Regions from separate parts of the Anas platyrhynchos genome. Here region 1 is linked to region 2. A link is a contact called in public Hi-C data. All regions are on one chromosome and are shown on one strand. Each heading gives the region's core, a stretch centred on a gene start, on an enhancer-like site or on the middle of the called end of the contact. The rest is flanking DNA. Distances are from core to core; before and after follow the strand shown. Region 1 overlaps RARB (retinoic acid receptor beta). Region 2 overlaps RARB (retinoic acid receptor beta).

What was found. A called contact is a pair of places that touch in the nucleus more often than the background predicts.
Region 1: a Hi-C map of skeletal muscle shows a contact between it and region 2, with 4 times the contacts expected there. The contact joins two enhancer-like sites. A contact is called at or near these places in 2 of 8 Hi-C or Micro-C datasets (skeletal muscle and subcutaneous adipose tissue).

The regions. Positions count from the first base shown.
Region 1 is chr2:119,159,131-119,162,433 of IASCAAS_PekinDuck_T2T, forward strand. All of the region lies in intron 3 of RARB (retinoic acid receptor beta), which reads right to left. Among named protein-coding and RNA genes, the nearest start is that of TOP2B, 130 kb to the left of the region's middle. Within about 2 kb of position 1,886, at least 1 of the 8 cell types and tissues checked has an H3K27ac peak or open chromatin away from gene starts, as enhancers often do.
Region 2 is chr2:119,097,253-119,100,782 of IASCAAS_PekinDuck_T2T, forward strand. RARB (retinoic acid receptor beta) reads right to left here. Exons shown (of 10, transcript XM_072033461.1): 8 at 1-168. Among named protein-coding and RNA genes, the nearest start is that of TOP2B, 70 kb to the left of the region's middle. Within about 2 kb of position 1,794, at least 1 of the 8 cell types and tissues checked has an H3K27ac peak or open chromatin away from gene starts, as enhancers often do.

The DNA.
Region 1 (3,303 bases), core at 636-3,135, 62 kb after region 2:
TGGGTTAAGCTACTATCAACTTCAAGGACACATTTTTTAGAAGAAAATAAATTCTGAAGCGAAACGTTAAAGGCACTGATTCTAAGCAAAGAAATGTCTTTTCAACAGGAACAACTTACTTATATATCTAACAATAATGAGGTTTGTGTGAAAGAACAGAAAAGCAAAATAACGTATGGCTCGATAAATTGTGATTTTAAAACAATGTCCAGAACTATACTTAACTGTTTCAGCATTAAATATGCTGAACCTTGACAAACCAAATATCTACAGCTTCCTACTGAATCAAGCAAACTTTAATGAAGTTTTTTTCTTAATGAAGAAAGAAGAGAGAATGATCATTTCTTCTCAGTAGTAATTTTTGGTATTTAAGAGAGACACAGAGTGCTCCATTATTGATTTCTGCACAGTCATCCTGCTTAAATCAATAATCTATTAGTACTTCTAAATTAAAGTTAGATTCATCAAATGCCCTTGAGAGGCCTCAAACAGCCTGCGCATTATTTCATGCTAGCACAAGTATTACAGGGGCTTCCAATCAGCCTGTGGAATGATAAAATTTTAGCTTTAAAACTCTAATACCAGCAGACAATGTGTTTCGTATTAGCTCATTCAACTCTCCAGTCAGTCTGAAAGGCAGTTTTTAGGCTTCCCATGGGAAAACAAGGTTGTGTCATTCAATAAAACAACTGCACTCCTGCAATCCTTCCCTGATTTCGGTTTGGGAAAAGCAGTCTTTGAGGAATAATGCCGATACACTGCAGCATTTTTGCGGATTTCATTCGACACAAGCACCAGCATCCAACAGCAGTGTTCACACCGCAGGCCATATGTACAACACAGCTCTGTCACGCACTGGCCAAGCACCAGCAACTTGGGATGCTCAGAAGAGGTTAAGCAACCAGCTCAGTTCATAAAGGAAGGAAGAAAGAGTAGGCAGCAACTGAAGATCTGAAGATGCCACTACAGATTTAATTTTTTTTCTGGCCAATGGTAAAAGATATGCGTGAGTAAAAAAGCCAGCACAAACCAAAACACCCTCCCCAAAACACTCAGACATATACACTACTGGAAGAGCTCAATCTATTCTATATAATAATTGTGTTGGATGAGCAGCTGTCTAGAGGTTGAGTTTTTGTAGGAAAACCACATTTGGGAATGTTCGCTCATAGGCACAATGCACAGACAGCTTTCTGGGGCAGGCTCCAACTCAGGTTAGGCAAGCCCTACACTCCTAGACCAGCTTCTGCCTCACTCGTCTTCCTTGGATTTAGCCTTTTAAACTCCTTATTTGAAAATGTAAGTAGTGCCATTCAAGCTTCCTGGGTTTAGAGCCCTGTTTTTGTACCACACAGGTGAAGAACAGCAGCAGAGCCTCTTCTCATCTACACAGGCCTGCACATGGAAGCTAAAATAAAACAGGGCGGGCGGGCACAGCTGACATTTCCAAGAAGGAATTTGTAAAGTAGCCTTAAAATTTCAGGAACAAGTCAGTCAAAGCAACTCCTTTCAAGGTCCTGCTGTCTCTTCCCGCGGGATGTGACATGATTCACCTGAGAAAACAGAGCCTCAGCGCAGTCACAGGACACCTGAATGCTGCTTAAGCACACAGGGACCCTCCAACAATAGGTCACTTCACAATTCCTAAGATGTCTGAAATACTTCGAAAGGTTAGATAAAGTAGCAGATAAGATCTTGAAAAGCACAGCGTGCTTTGTGAGAGCTAATTTACTGCCAGCTAAACCATGTTGACAGATAGAGGTATTTCACTCGGTGACCAGCTAGAAGCAGGCATTATGAAATGCCTTTCGTTTCACTAGGAACCTAGATTATTAAGCTTGTATGTTAATGCACACTTTGGACAGTGGAGTCTTAAAAGAATAAGAAGTTGTAAAGCAAATGGCATTTCCTGGATCGCCTCAAGGGAATTGTGAATACTGAGCTCAGGGTCCCTGGTGGGAAGCAGCAATTTCAGCTAATTAGGGTGAATAGCAAAGTGTTGCATTTGGTCAAAACATTCTGTTAACCCTCATTTTTGTTGGCACCAACAAGAGTCTGGATTTTTTTGCCTCCTTTTTTTTTTTTTTTCCTTTTTTTTTTTTTTTTATGAATTCACTGCAGGAGTGCAAGGCACACAGCTCACATACATTAGGCAGAAAGTCAAAGGAAACGCCAAAGTTCAACTAAAGTACAAGTAATTAGAACCAGATTCTCTGCTGCTTGTATGTGTGCATTTGATTGTAGAAGTTATTTATAAGCCTCCAAACATTTGAAAAAATAACTATATACTGTAGATCATTTAATTTTTATGTCTAGTCTGGAAAAAAAAAAAAAGTCTGCTTTTAATCATCTTCCAGGAAAGAGCCAGGAACTGGGAAAGTGGGTCTCAATTGTTTCAATACAAATTTCTCTCTTTCATGTGCCACATAAAACTATACTATAAAATTAAATCCAAAATAGCGTTGACTCAACCCCCGCCCCGTTGTTTTTTTTTTTTTTTTTTAATAAAAAACCTCTTTGAATTTGTCATGCTTAAATAGTTTGCATTGTTACGAGTTTTTTTTTTTTTTTTTTTTTTTTTAAACCGTTGTTTGGAAGACAGACAAGGGGGAAGAAAAGCGCGAGAGAAAGAAAACATTATGGTGGAGCCTTGCCAGCCTTGACTTAGTAACCTGGCCATGACCCTCCAGCGAGTGTGTGTTTGACCCGGTCACACATGGCTCTGGCTGCGGACTGTTGCTGGGTTATACGGCCCAGATATTTTTACCATATACACAACAGGTGCGGGTCAGAGACAAGAAAAAAGGCGAAAAACAAAGTCTCCGCTTTGCGTGAAGACCCTGATTTTCCCCCTTTCAAAGATAACGACAGAAGCAAAGGAGTGGGGATACGATTTCAGTGATCGACGTCCCCGTGCTCGATCGCTGCTCTGCGCCAGGATTTATGACGGATTTGCTGCGCGGAGGTCGAGTGGGCTGAGGGCAGGAAGAAAGAGGAAAAGGCTCGGGGGAAACAACACGCCAAATGTTAATCAACTTGCATTGAATTACCGACCTGCAACATCCGAGCCGCTATCAGAAACCCTTCCTCGCAGGGCTGGGTATGCATTGAGGTGCAGGAAGGAATGTTTTTTGTTAGCACAGCATACCTGCATTAAAACACAGGCTGCCATAGCTCCAGATTAAGTATAGCTATTGGGATTTTCGTAAGTACTTATGGGAACATGTCCTCCATTTTAGCGTCCCCTTTTTAACACTCCCGTCCCGCTAGCTGCACACATCTGTCTTAACACCACGGCGTTAC
Region 2 (3,530 bases), core at 544-3,043:
TTCTGTATCATCCATTTCCAAAGGCAGGAGCTGGTTGGCAAACGTGAACACGAGGTCGGTCAGTGGGCCAAATCCAGCATTGTGCATCTGAGTTCGGTTTAGGGTAAGGCCATCTGAAAAGGTCATGGTGTCTTGTTCTGGCGTGTATCTTGTGCAAATTCTAAGGATCTGCGGAAGGATAAAAATGAAATCTGAAGAATTCAGCCCTCGAGAGGTTTGCTGCTTTCTCCCAGTGCGGCAAATTACCCAAGGAGCTGAAGCACACGTTCATGTCAAAGCGACCTGAAATCCAACTCCAGCATGTTCAGTTCCAGTAACACAAAATTTCTCTAGTACAACAGAAATAAATACTTCATAAACTATGATTAGTCTTTTATGGCAGAAATTGGTCACTTCCAAATTCACCCTCTAGTTATGAAGTAATCAAACCTTGCATGCAGTTCCCATGACTAACTCGCCAACATTACCATGACAATCACAGAAAGTGCTTGTTAATCAGTATGCTGTACACACCTACCTGTGGGACGTTATTGCACTGCTGCTCTGGTCCCAGCAAGACCATGAAAATGTCTCACCTTTTCAAACACACACGCTATTTCATCGATTTGGGGGATCAATTTTGCGTGACAGTGCCTCTCTGGGCTGTGTCTTGGTAAGGACAAACTCCCCCCTCTGCCTTGAGTGAGCACAGAGAGCTTCGAGGTGGTGAAAGAGGCAGCTCGTACCTTGTGCTCGGGGGTTCCTTCATTTCTGCCCTGAGAGCAAACCACGGAAAGCACTAACACAGCCAGGTGTGCAGCAAGTGAACAAGTGCTCAGTTGGAGCAAGGACAAAATGGAAAAGCAGCCAAACAAGCAAAGGCACAGGAGGTAATTCCCAGTCATCACCAACTTGAATAAAACACCATCCCTGCCTGCTGCATCGTTCCCTGTCCCCTAGTGCCTCCCGCGTGCCAGCAGGCTGCTGGGCTCTCCTGCAGATGGGTGCAGGAGCCAGGAAGTGCTGCTGCACACCCAGGCAGGACATCTGCTAGAGCGCAGCAGTACTGCTTGCTCAGAAATACCAGCCTACTTCCCTCACGGCTCTTTTAACTCAAAACAAGCCTGACTTCAGGCCACTGTATGGTCAGTTTTTGTCAGATGCTGACACCGTAGCTATACGCTGGTTAAAATAATCTCCACACACATTTGTGCTTTGCCCGTTTCCTCTCCACTGCTCGGGATCGCATTGGGCTTGCCCCGGGTGCCACCTCGAGATGGAGAGATCCTCTCTGCTGACTGCAGCTGCGAGGCCACTGCTCATCTTATCCTTCCCAGGCGGCAGGACAAGGTGACCTGTGAGTCAGAAGTCCTTGCTGCTCTTCGTCCACTTCCTTCCCTTAAGCACCTTCTCACCACCTCCCCGTCCCGCTGGCAGGAGGACAGGGAGGTGCAGGACAGGACTTCCATCCTGTGGCACACCCATGTAACATATCTCAGTGCCTCATGTTTCGAAAACCAGAGGTGGGAGAAGGCTTACCACCAAATGCAACCAAACCAAGCCAATCCAAGCCGAAATCTTGCGAAGTCCAGCTGATTAGCTGAGGCTGCGGCCCTGTTTCTCCAGGGCCCGGCTGCGTTTATGTCCCATGCAGTCATCTCACTTTGTTTTAAGGATTCGACTGCACAGATTTACACAAATGTAACTGAGCACAGGGAGAATTTTAATTACTTCTCTGACTACCCGGGCTCTGAGTCAGAGGCCCCCGCCGCTTGGCAGCTGACCAGGCTGGGGCTGGCTCTCCCACTTTCATCTTTGCCTGGCAACACTGCCCCAAATAAGCAGGGAGGAGAGCGAGGAGGATACGGCATGTGAGAGACCTACTGGGAAGCTCTTATTTCTCTTTTAAAATTCCTTGGTAAGAGACTTAATGGGGCGTATTTCTGCAGAAGGCTCTTGAGCTGCTTTCCATCTGAGTAATACCCTTATCTCACGTGGTGGGTACACGCCGAAGCACCGGGACTCTCTGTGGTTGGCCAGATGTGTTTTACATCGTTCCCCTGCCCCCAAATTGGAATAAACTCTTGAACTCATTCGCATCAATGACCAAGAGTGGCACAAATACGAACGCGCACACTCAGGTTCTTCACTAACCACAAATCCCCTCTAATATAAGTGATCTGAAAAGGCTGATGGTAACGCCAAAGGTTTTGGGTAATCACCAAAGTGTGTTTGAGGATTATCAGCAGGAATCAATGTTACCAAGCATGGCACCCCCTCAATAAAAGAAACCATGTTTGCCATGGTCTATGCTGCCAGTAACCACTGGCAGCTCTCTCCCCTGAAGTTCACCCTTGCCTACACTTTGGTATCTCCAGAAGGCATCCTAAAGAGACACCAGACACAGCAACAGCTTCCAGGGGCCTTGCATAAAGAATCATCAAAACCTACGAGGCCCACAGAATGCAGTTACTGCCAGGCGCAGGCAGCGACAGGGAGGGCTCCTCGCAAAAGGCAGCCTTGAGGCTTCGGTACCGAAATGCTGCTTGAGCCTTTAATTGGATGAGCCTGCAGCGGCTCAGACGGGGCACCCGCACAGCTGAAGCTCAAGCATGTGCTTTCTGCAGCGCACTTAACTTGACTGGAGCAATCAGGTCTCAGGTTTCTGCTGCATTCCTTCTACATTATCCCACAACACACTGTTATTAAACTCTGAGACAGATCATTTAAAATGTTTTCTTTTTCTTTTTCTTTCTTTCTTTTTTTTTTCTTTCTAATTTATGCCCTTCATCAAGATCTGTGAAACGCCATGGATATTGCTGAGTTGCTCTTAAACCTTTCTTGGGCAAACTTCCAGTGTCAAAGTAAAGTTGATTTCAAGCTCATATTCACTGAAGAACATATGGGAAATGTCAGCACTTCAAAATAAGAAATCACTGTATCTTTCTCCATTTTAAACTGTCTAGAAGACATCCTCCTAATGTCCTCAGCGCTGTTCAGATTTTGTAACTAAGCCAAGTATTTGAGCTGTCACTCTGCTCTTAAATGCCACTTGCAGCCATAAATAAGGTTCTTGCCCATGATTAAAGGACCCTTTGTTTTAAAGAACATATCTTCAAGTGTCTATGAGTCAGTCACAAAAAGGCAAAAACAAAAAAAAAAAAAAGAAAAAGAAAAAAAAACACCTCCCTACCGGTCACATGAAACCAGAAATATCCAGAAAGCTGCACTTACAAAATCGTGCTGCCATAAAATTGTTACCTGCTTGAAAGAGATCTGTGAAGGTAAGCCGGGCTTTCTGTAAGAAATCCTGTTTCTCCACGTTGGCTGCCTGAGCCGGGTGGGACGGTTTCCCAAGCAGGTGACCTGTGGCGGGGCAGCAGGTGAACAAAGCTCCCCGCCGCTCCGTGCCCATCAGCACAGGTTACTCCGTGTTTTCGTGCAGGATTTTACAACAGAAGTTTAAAAATGACATTACAAGGGATGAGCATTCAAGGGCTTAGGGCTTTATCCATCAGATTTAAGGGAGACTGAGCTCTGGACTCCTTCCA